2 separate regions of the Sus scrofa genome follow, and region 2 is linked to region 1. Evidence: chromatin contacts called from public HiChIP or PLAC-seq data. All regions are on one chromosome and are shown on one strand. Each heading gives the region's core, a stretch centred on a gene start, on an enhancer-like site or on the middle of the called end of the contact. The rest is flanking DNA. Distances are from core to core; before and after follow the strand shown.

Region 1 (4,247 bases), core at 1,059-3,558:
AGCTGTGTGGAGCTGGGATGTTCTTACCTCTTGGGAGACCATAGACACAGCTTTAACCTCTGACTCCCATTTGTCTTCCCAACAAAACAGAGATGAAGAATTGGGCGTAGCTCAGATTTTGACTTTTTTCCTGCTTCCCCACGGCACTGTTCTCATGTACCATATTCTGTCTTTGTGAAAATGTCTTTCAGTGGGAGACGTGGAGTGGCAGTATACATGCGGTCATGGTTGGGGGGCGGTGGGGGAGGAGAATAGGCTTGTTAGGGTTGTATCACAATCTCCAGAACAGTTTGGTGAAGACCCCCACTCATCCCAACCCAAACGTAGCTGCCATTCCTCTTCCCCTAACTTGCCACACTACAAGATGTCTAAACCCTTTATAGCTTGACAGTTCTATAATAATTTTTTGCCGTTTTGCTATTCATTCCCCCCCCCCCCGTATATCTACAGTTGGCTCATCTCTCTTCAGGGTTGTCACCTTGGGTGATGATGGAAAATAAGAAATTTTCTTGGCAAATAGAACCATAATCTGTTGAAGGCCTAAACGCTGTCAAAGTTGTTGGGATAATTGAGTGGGATGACGTGTGTGGAGGTGCCAGCCCTATGCCTGGCCCAGATTCGCTACTCCCTAGACCTCGGCTTCCCTCCCTTCTCCCTGCCTCATTTCAGTCCTGATTTACTCCTCATCCAACGCCCACTGAGACCTCGCAGTGTCGTCAATGCAGTCTTCCAAGCACTTCCAAGTGCTCCAAATAATTTTCAGTGATCCCTCACGGAACGAAATCAAGAATTGAGTTTTGAGAGAAGTTGGCAATTATGTGGGTTCATGGGGACCCCCCAAGTTCACAAGATTGTGTGGTGCCCCTGGGTCAGGCATAGGACAAGAGCCCCGAGGTCAAACTGGGGTCACATCTGATGGGTCAGGGTTGGAGGTGCCACTGCAGGCAAAGGTCTCTGGAATACCAGTGTCTGTCTTTTGAAGCCACAGAGGAAAGTGATTCTCCCCAGGGGGATGTGATTGTGCCTTCCCATGAACCTTCTACATCTGAGACACTTGTCCCCTCCTGCCGTGCATTATAGCAAAGAACAGATCTGTCTTATTCTCCTACCACCTCGCAGCCAGAAGCACTTCCTACAGTCCATCCAATTTTGATAATCTTGGAGGTCTGTGCAAACAAAATAATGTTACGTTCATGTTAATCACCCTGAGAAAATGCGTATGGGGCCCATGTAGGCAGCAGGGTGATGCCCTGAGGGTTATGTGTTTATTGTTTCTGCTGTTTGTATGTCCTACTAACTGTACTAGCAATTCAGGACCTCTGCAGGATGCCCTGTCACTGGCAAATTATGCATTGCTGTTTCTTGCCCTCTTCCTCTGAGGTATAGCAGTTCTGATCACTCCCCAGGACCCAAAGCAGGGCTGAAAGTCTCATTCTGCTGGGGTTGACAAGAATCTCTGGGGCCAGTGTGGACCTAATGCACGCCCCCTCCTCCCTCCCCCACACTTGGCCCATTGATGCTTCTCTTTGCCACCTCTCCAACCCCCATCCCCCTCCAGCCAGCAGTGTCATTTGTCAAGCTGAAGTGACATTATAGTCATTATAATACCAAATAGCTTTTTTTTGAATGTCGGCTTTTGAAGTCTTCTCACACCCCTGACCTTAGAGATTTTCTGATCTAGCCCTTCCTTTTACATAGGAAACTTTGATCCACAGCAAAGACCCAACCAGAGCCACCCAGTTGGTGGTTCCTCATTTGGTCTCCCATCTACTTTGTGTGACAGGCCCAGGGGGTGGATGTGAGTATCATTTTACAGGGGAAAGGGGAGACTTGGGAAGGCTGGGATACAGCCAGGTGGATGACAGGAAGGTGGGCCCTCTGCTTTGAGGCTGGGGCTCCTCCCCCTCCCCCAACACACATACACACATAGAGACAGAAATACACACAAACCTTACCTTTGCCCTGCAGGAGAAAGGCACATATGCTAGCCACCTAGGAGGTGGCTAGAGGGGCTGGGTTGGAGTAGAGGTTCAAGGCCACCTGACCTGTGTCCTTACCTGCTCTGGTCGGAGGGCAAACACAGATTGGACCTCTAGGGGGTGTGCTGACATATCTCTGTGATTCAATTGCCTGAGCCCTTGGTGTTGGGAGGGACTTCGGGACAAGGTCTTTGCTGAGTGGTTTGTGATTTCCTGATTTTTTTTTTTTTTTTAAGAAAGTCTCCCGGGACCCCTCGTTCCTGCCCTCCCTCCTCCTAAGGGGCCCTTAACCATGGCCCTGCCATCCGCTACTGACTGGATTCAGGGCGAGGAAGTGTGTCCATGTCCCACCCAATACAGGACACAGTGTCCTATATTATTTCCAGCCTGCTGGTCCTGGGAATCTCTACTTATTTTTTCTCATTTCCTCCCCTTGAACATTAGAAACATTAGATTCCAAAAATAATCCAAGTCACAATGTTCTGCGGGCTGCATGTGTGAGTGTTTTCTCCCGAAGCTGTTTTTCCCTTCCGTACATCCTTTCTCCCCTCCTCCTTCCCTCTGCCGCATGTTCAGTCAGCCCCAGTGTCCGCTGAGGTCGCAGGCCTGCATGGGAACTGTGGGTGTGGAGGGCAGAGCAGAGGAAGGCATGGCAGGAACGCTGGGCACGGGAGCCTTGGCTTCCTCCCAGGTCTCTTATGAGGAGCAGGAAGGGGCTGGACTTGAATTATTACATGTGAATAGCCTGCCTAGGGGGCCTCTACTTATGTATGGACCCCACAGTGACCCTTTGGAACTGAGAACATGGACATTGTGTTAATAGTACTTTGAAGCATCCAGATGGTCACCCTGATTCTGTCCGTAGCAATTTAGGTGAGCTAGGAAAGAAAGATCTTATCAGAGAAAGACGTTGTATGAGGCACAGGGAAGTAACTGAGAAACATTCATTGATTCATTCATTCCTTTGTTCACAGATAATGAGCATCGTCCATATGTCAGGTCCTCTGCTAGATGCTGAGGACCTGTCCCCACCCCAGGCACTGGATAGGGCAATAATGTGGGCAAGTGTAAGGAGAATCAGTTTCAGCATTGCTGTGAGTCCCAATCCTTGTAAGGAACCACTCCAGTGGTTCAAACCTGCTGGAATGTCAAGGTTTTATTGCTTGCTGGGCAGAGGTTAGGGTTGGGGGTCTGCTGTATGGGGGGAAGAAAGTGTGGAGGTGGGCCAAGAAAAAAGAAAACATATCCACTCTGTCCCAGGAGGGGAAGTGGAAGAAATGTCTTAAGTAGGCTTTTTGAAGAATGAAAGATATTGAGGTACAATTTATTAAGTGAAAAAACAAGCTGCATTTCTGTTTGAGGTAGGGATTTTTAAGATTTCTTTCCAGGCATTTTACTCTGAAGAATCCACTTTCCTTCCTTCCCTTCACCCTCTATCCTCCCCCCTGCGCCCCCTCCACATCCTCTTCTGTCCCCCCTCCCGTTGGCGACCCTCTTCTCCATGCCCTTGCACCTCCTCTGGCCTGTGTTACGCAGCCTTCTAGGGTACAGCCCTTCTCTCGGAACTGGTTGTTTCATTTCCCTCCTGTGGTCCTGCTTCCTCCCTTGGGTGGTGCCCTGTGGCTCATGCCTCCCATGGAGAGCAGAGAGAGCGCAGGCCAGAAGACCCAGCCAAGTCTAGAAAGAGCACTGACTTTGCAGTCACAGAGACTTGGGTTTGAATCCCAGCTGAGCCACTCGCTAGCTAATGGACCATCTGTAGCCAGTTCACCCTCTCCGAGCAGTTTCTTTATCTGTGAAATGTAGATTTTAATACACATGTTATGATTATGGTATGGATTAAAGAAAATGTATGTGAAGCATCTAGTATGTTGGGAGCCCAATAGGTGCTCAGCAGATGGAGGGTTAGCAGCGATGGGTGGGAGCTGGGATCGGGAGTAGCAGAGAGGCCTCGGGAGGAAGGGCAGAAAGTACACAGTCATCCCCAACAGGGTGCTGGGGCATGTGGCGGGCAGCAGGTGGGAGCAGAGCGAGGAGGTGAGGTAGGGGCCTGGTACCTGGAGAAACTAGTAGGAAAGAGAAATTGGAAGCATGTGCCCAGGTTGACAAGGTCTTAGAACACTGCTGCTAAAGACAAACCAATTAAACAAGTGCCAGATACTGTTCTGGGAACAGGCAGTTGCAAGATGAACTGGAGTCAGGCCTTTGCATGTTGGAGAAGGGGCACTGGCACTGGCACACAGAGAGCTGCTGCTGCCTGGGGAAAGT
Region 2 (4,247 bases), core at 1,151-3,650, 130 kb before region 1:
TGAGGCTTGGCTTTTTCAACTCTGGAGGCCCTTTATCCTTAGGTACAGGTACATAACATGCCCTCAGTAAACATCAGACTCCCTCTCTCACCTCATCTTCAAATCTCCCCTCTTCCATGCAGCCCTTCCTGAGTATTCTATTTTATACTCAGCTCTGCTCCCACTGAAATCCTGTAGTGTTTATAATGGCAAAGACTCAGGCATGTCTAATCTAGAAGGACTGCTTAGTTTAAATCTCATTTTAAGGATCAGGAGACTGAGGCTCAGAGACCTTGAGCAACTTGCTGCAGGCTGCCCGGAGCCCATGTGGGCCCAGCCAGGCCCAGCACTCAGAGCCAGGACCCAGCAGCAGTGTGGCCAACACAATCCATGTTCTCCCTTAGCCCTGGGGCTGCCTCTGCCCCCACAGTATCCTGTGCTCTGTGCAGAATGCACTCGAGGTGGTTCTTAATAAATACTTGTCAATGGACTGTTTCTGTGTGTGTATCTCATTGCCCCGGTGGACTGTATGTCCCCCCAGGCAGGAGACATGCCAGCCTTTGTGCTGTTCATTGTCCCTTTTTGGTATTCAGTGCAGACCTGGTTATAACAAATGGAGGTTAATTTCAGGCCCAAGAATAAGGGATATTGCAGGGGGCAGGAGGTCCTTTTTGTGGTTCCTGGGTCTGTCCCCACAATATTCTGACGACCTCTGGCGAGTGTGATTCTGTGCAGTGTCCATTCTGTGCAGTGGCTCCCCAGGGAAGGGCCTGTGTGTGTAGCCCAGGTGCTCTCTGGGCACCACTTTGCCTCCTATTCCTCTTGCCCCCCCTGCCCCTCCCATGGCTCTGTCTCCTCCCCCCACCCACAAGCTGCTGCTGCTCTGGCTCCTCTGGCTAAGAATAAATCAGCATCGTTGCATAGCAACGAGCTTGGTTTCCTTAACTCCTCCTCTTCCCTTAAAAGTGCCTCGTCTAAAATTTAAGGTAGTACGTCAGGAGACGTCCTTGCCCTACAAATGCCTCTGAACTCCAGCACTGCCCCCCTCCCCCACCATAGCTTCCAGCATTAGGAGGCCAGAAGCTGACTTTAGTTCACATCTATCCCTAGCACCTAGTACAGTTCTTGGCACATAGTAGGTGCTCAGGAAATACCTCCTGGATGGTGAATGAATGACTCATTCTCTCAAAATCCTTAAGTTGCAAGGTGCTTTTGGAACTCAGAAATGTTATTGTAGACTCTCAGGTGGGGGCAAGGATTCACCTCTCTTGGCCTCCCTCCTAAGTCCCCTAAGAAGCTGGTGTAGCAAGAGACATTTATGTCTTCCGAGCTCACTGGCATGTGGATGGTGAATATGTTTTCCTCTCTTTTCTGGAAGCTGGTGTTTCAGTCAGCCTAAATGGATTACTGGGCCCAGTGGGAGGTGTCAGTCTAGTGGGGCTTCATGATTCCTGCCTTGGGAAGCCCCTTTAGGGCTGGGGGCAGGTTATTCTTTTTGGCGACAGGAGTACGAGACTGGCTTTTGGGGGAGGATGAGCCTCTGTGAGCATTGAAATCACAGAGTACTAGGTTTGAATTCCAGCTTTGCTGATTGCAAGCTGCCCGACCCCAGATGGGTCCCTGAACTTAGCTCGTGGATTAGAAGACTCGTATGAGAAAAACCACGAACCAAGTCCAGCAGAGTGTCAGGAAACAGGGGTGCCCAAATAGTGCAAGCTTCCTTTTCCTCTTTCTGAGGAGACAGAAACTTACCCAAAAATGCCCATTCCTAGTGAGGGGAGGCCATCAATATGCAGGTGGGCAGGGAAGAGACCCAGAGGACGGCTGCTTTGGGGGCCAGAGGGAGCGCTCTCCCTGGACCTAATGTGTTTCCCTTTTTATTTTTTCCGGTTTAAAAAATAAGTGTTGAATTTCACAGCTGACTTCATGGCCACCCTGTGTTGATCTCCTTCCAAACATCCTTGCAGTATGCAGAACTGACTCCATGTGGGTGTCAGGGAGGAGTGGGTGGTTCAGGGTCCAGAGGGAGAGTGAAAGTTCAGTGCCTCCTCTGGGGTCATGGAACCGAGGTTTGGAGAGGAGGCTGGGAAGGGCTGGTGTTCAGCTAAAAATAGCAGCAGCAGCAGCTCAGGGAGCAGCCACAGGTCAGAAGCCGGGGCAGCTGCAGGCACACATTCTCAGCAGAGAACTTGGAGCTCAATGTAGCTCTTCCCTGCCCCTTGGGACAGGGCTGCAGACACTGCCCAATCGTGTGTCACCTGGACCTGCCCACAGGGGCTGCCAGCATTTCCTCACCCCTCCAGGCCCACACGCCACTTCACTTCCTCCTCCCCCTTTTGTTCACTTCACACACTGCTTGCCTTCTTGCCCTCCCTCAGCAGCACAACAGCATTGGCTTACCAGACTTTTACAAACCAGTCACTTGGTACTAAGTGTTCTCGGGCCTCTGTCCTCTGGGGTCTGGAGTCTGAGATAGCATCCTGATCCCAGGGACTGCCAGAAAAACAATCAGGGAACAGCCATTAAATACAAACAAGATAGATGAGATAACATGTTCCCATCCTGTGTGAGTTGAGGGCTATTTGTGGGGGGGGTGTGTCTTCGAGAAAGTCCTGCATCTTCCTGTTGAAAAGGTGAGGATGAGCTAAGTTAGTGCTTTCCTGGGGCCAGTGCGCCCCAGGAGAAACAAGCCCTCCTCCCACCAGCAAGAGGATGGACAAGGGATGTTTCTGGCTGGGCCTTGGGAGAAGATGCATGCTGGAGGTGAGGGCTCTCAGGATACAGGGCCAAGACCTTCTCCACATTTGCCACAGATGCGTTCTCATCCACTGAGTGAGCCATTCACTCAACAAAAGTTTAAGGAACACCTGCTAAGAATGAGTATGGATGGGAGGGTATGCCAAATCAGGGGTTTTTCATCTTGGCTGCACAGTGGAATTGCCTATGGAACCTGAATAACACTGATGCTTAGGTTTCATCCCAGAGCAATTACATTAAGAAAAATCTCTGGGTCTGGGAGGCAGGCATGAGTATTGTTGTGAAGATTCCCCAGGTGGTTCTGCTGTGCAGCCAGATTAGAAAAGCACTGGTCTAAATGACCCGAGGTTCCTTCTGTAACAGCACTCATTGTCCCTTTTTGCCTTCTGAGTGACATGAGGAAGATGGGACTTGTGGTCACCGAGGTACAGCCAGCACTGCCTGGCCAGGTCGCATAAATGTTTATCGAGCAGCCATCATGGGCTCAGCGGTAGGAGAGGCACAGGCGAGAATAACAGTATCCCCTAGAAGTATATTAATTTAAGCACTCCATTTCCTTGAGTGTTTATCTGGTGAGCTAGAGCCAGCTTTTCTGATGAATGGGATTTTCTGTGATTTGTACTGTCTTGTCCCTCAGTGAAAGAGAAACAGTGACTATAACTGGTACATTTCAGTTAAATGAAGATGAAGCAGGTGGTGAAAAAGATACACACACACACAAATAGACAGAAGGCAGGCAAATAGAGAGGGATGCTAAAGGGACAAAATGTGTTCATCGGGCAGGTTTTCACAAATGCACTATCAAGTTGCCTAAATCATGAAGTAAAATATGTCAGTTTCATATTTGGATTATCAGCTATGATTTGAGCCCCTATGAGGCACCTCTCCTATGCAAGGCACTGTGCTCATGACCCTGACACTCAAAGAACCTTCAGCCTCAGGAATTGAAATTAATATAAAAATAGAGATTTTAAACTACTCAGTTGTGTTTTGTGACTGTAAGGTTATTAGGAGCTTGGAGAAGAAGGTACAAAAGAGATGCTACTCAAAGTGCAGGTCATGGTCCAGCTCAGCTAGCTATTATCAGTCAGGAGTGGGAAGTATGGAAATTGAAAGGAAGCATTTATAAACTTTTATAGCAATACATCACGGTAATTTTGTCTATTGGATCTAATTAAAAAAAAAACCTATGCCTTATGTTTTGTTTCTGAATTGCGTTTCTCAAGTAATTCATTTTCCTTGTACTTTACCAAATACTAGTCTATAACAGATTGGATTAAAAAAATGAAAAACAAATCCAAAAACCAAAAAACTGGTCCTTCACTAGAGATGGTTTGAGAAACCCTAGTTGGAGTAGCTGAGAGCTACCAGCAAGTGGAGGAAGGATAGATGTTCTGTATGATGTTGAAAGGGAGGAGTGAGTCCTCAAAACCTAGACCTTATTCATGCAGGAGGCTCTAAGACCATAAACATTTATTGAGTTTTTAGTAGGTACTGGAGCCTTATATTTG

Evidence for each region. HiChIP or PLAC-seq counts read pairs in DNA pulled down with a chosen protein or histone mark.
Region 2: a contact with region 1 is called in an H3K27ac HiChIP or PLAC-seq map of skeletal muscle, with 9 times the contacts expected there. The contact joins two enhancer-like sites. A contact is called at or near these places in 5 of 47 Hi-C or Micro-C datasets (brain, embryonic fibroblasts, heart right ventricle and 2 more) and 1 of 2 datasets of contacts at active chromatin or transcription factors (skeletal muscle).

The regions. Positions count from the first base shown.
Region 1 is chr13:136,101,807-136,106,053 of Sscrofa11.1, reverse strand. The region is part of intron 5 of KALRN (kalirin); the gene reads left to right. Among named protein-coding and RNA genes, the nearest start is that of KALRN, 170 kb to the left of the region's middle. Within about 2 kb of position 2,308, at least 19 of the 83 cell types and tissues checked have an H3K27ac peak or open chromatin away from gene starts, as enhancers often do. A contact at or near this core is called in retroperitoneal adipose tissue and skeletal muscle, where this site is marked.
Region 2 is chr13:136,227,379-136,231,625 of Sscrofa11.1, reverse strand. All of the region lies in intron 1 of KALRN (kalirin), which reads left to right. Among named protein-coding and RNA genes, the nearest start is that of KALRN, 48 kb to the left of the region's middle. Within about 2 kb of position 2,400, at least 13 of the 83 cell types and tissues checked have an H3K27ac peak or open chromatin away from gene starts, as enhancers often do. A contact at or near this core is called in retroperitoneal adipose tissue and skeletal muscle, where this site is marked.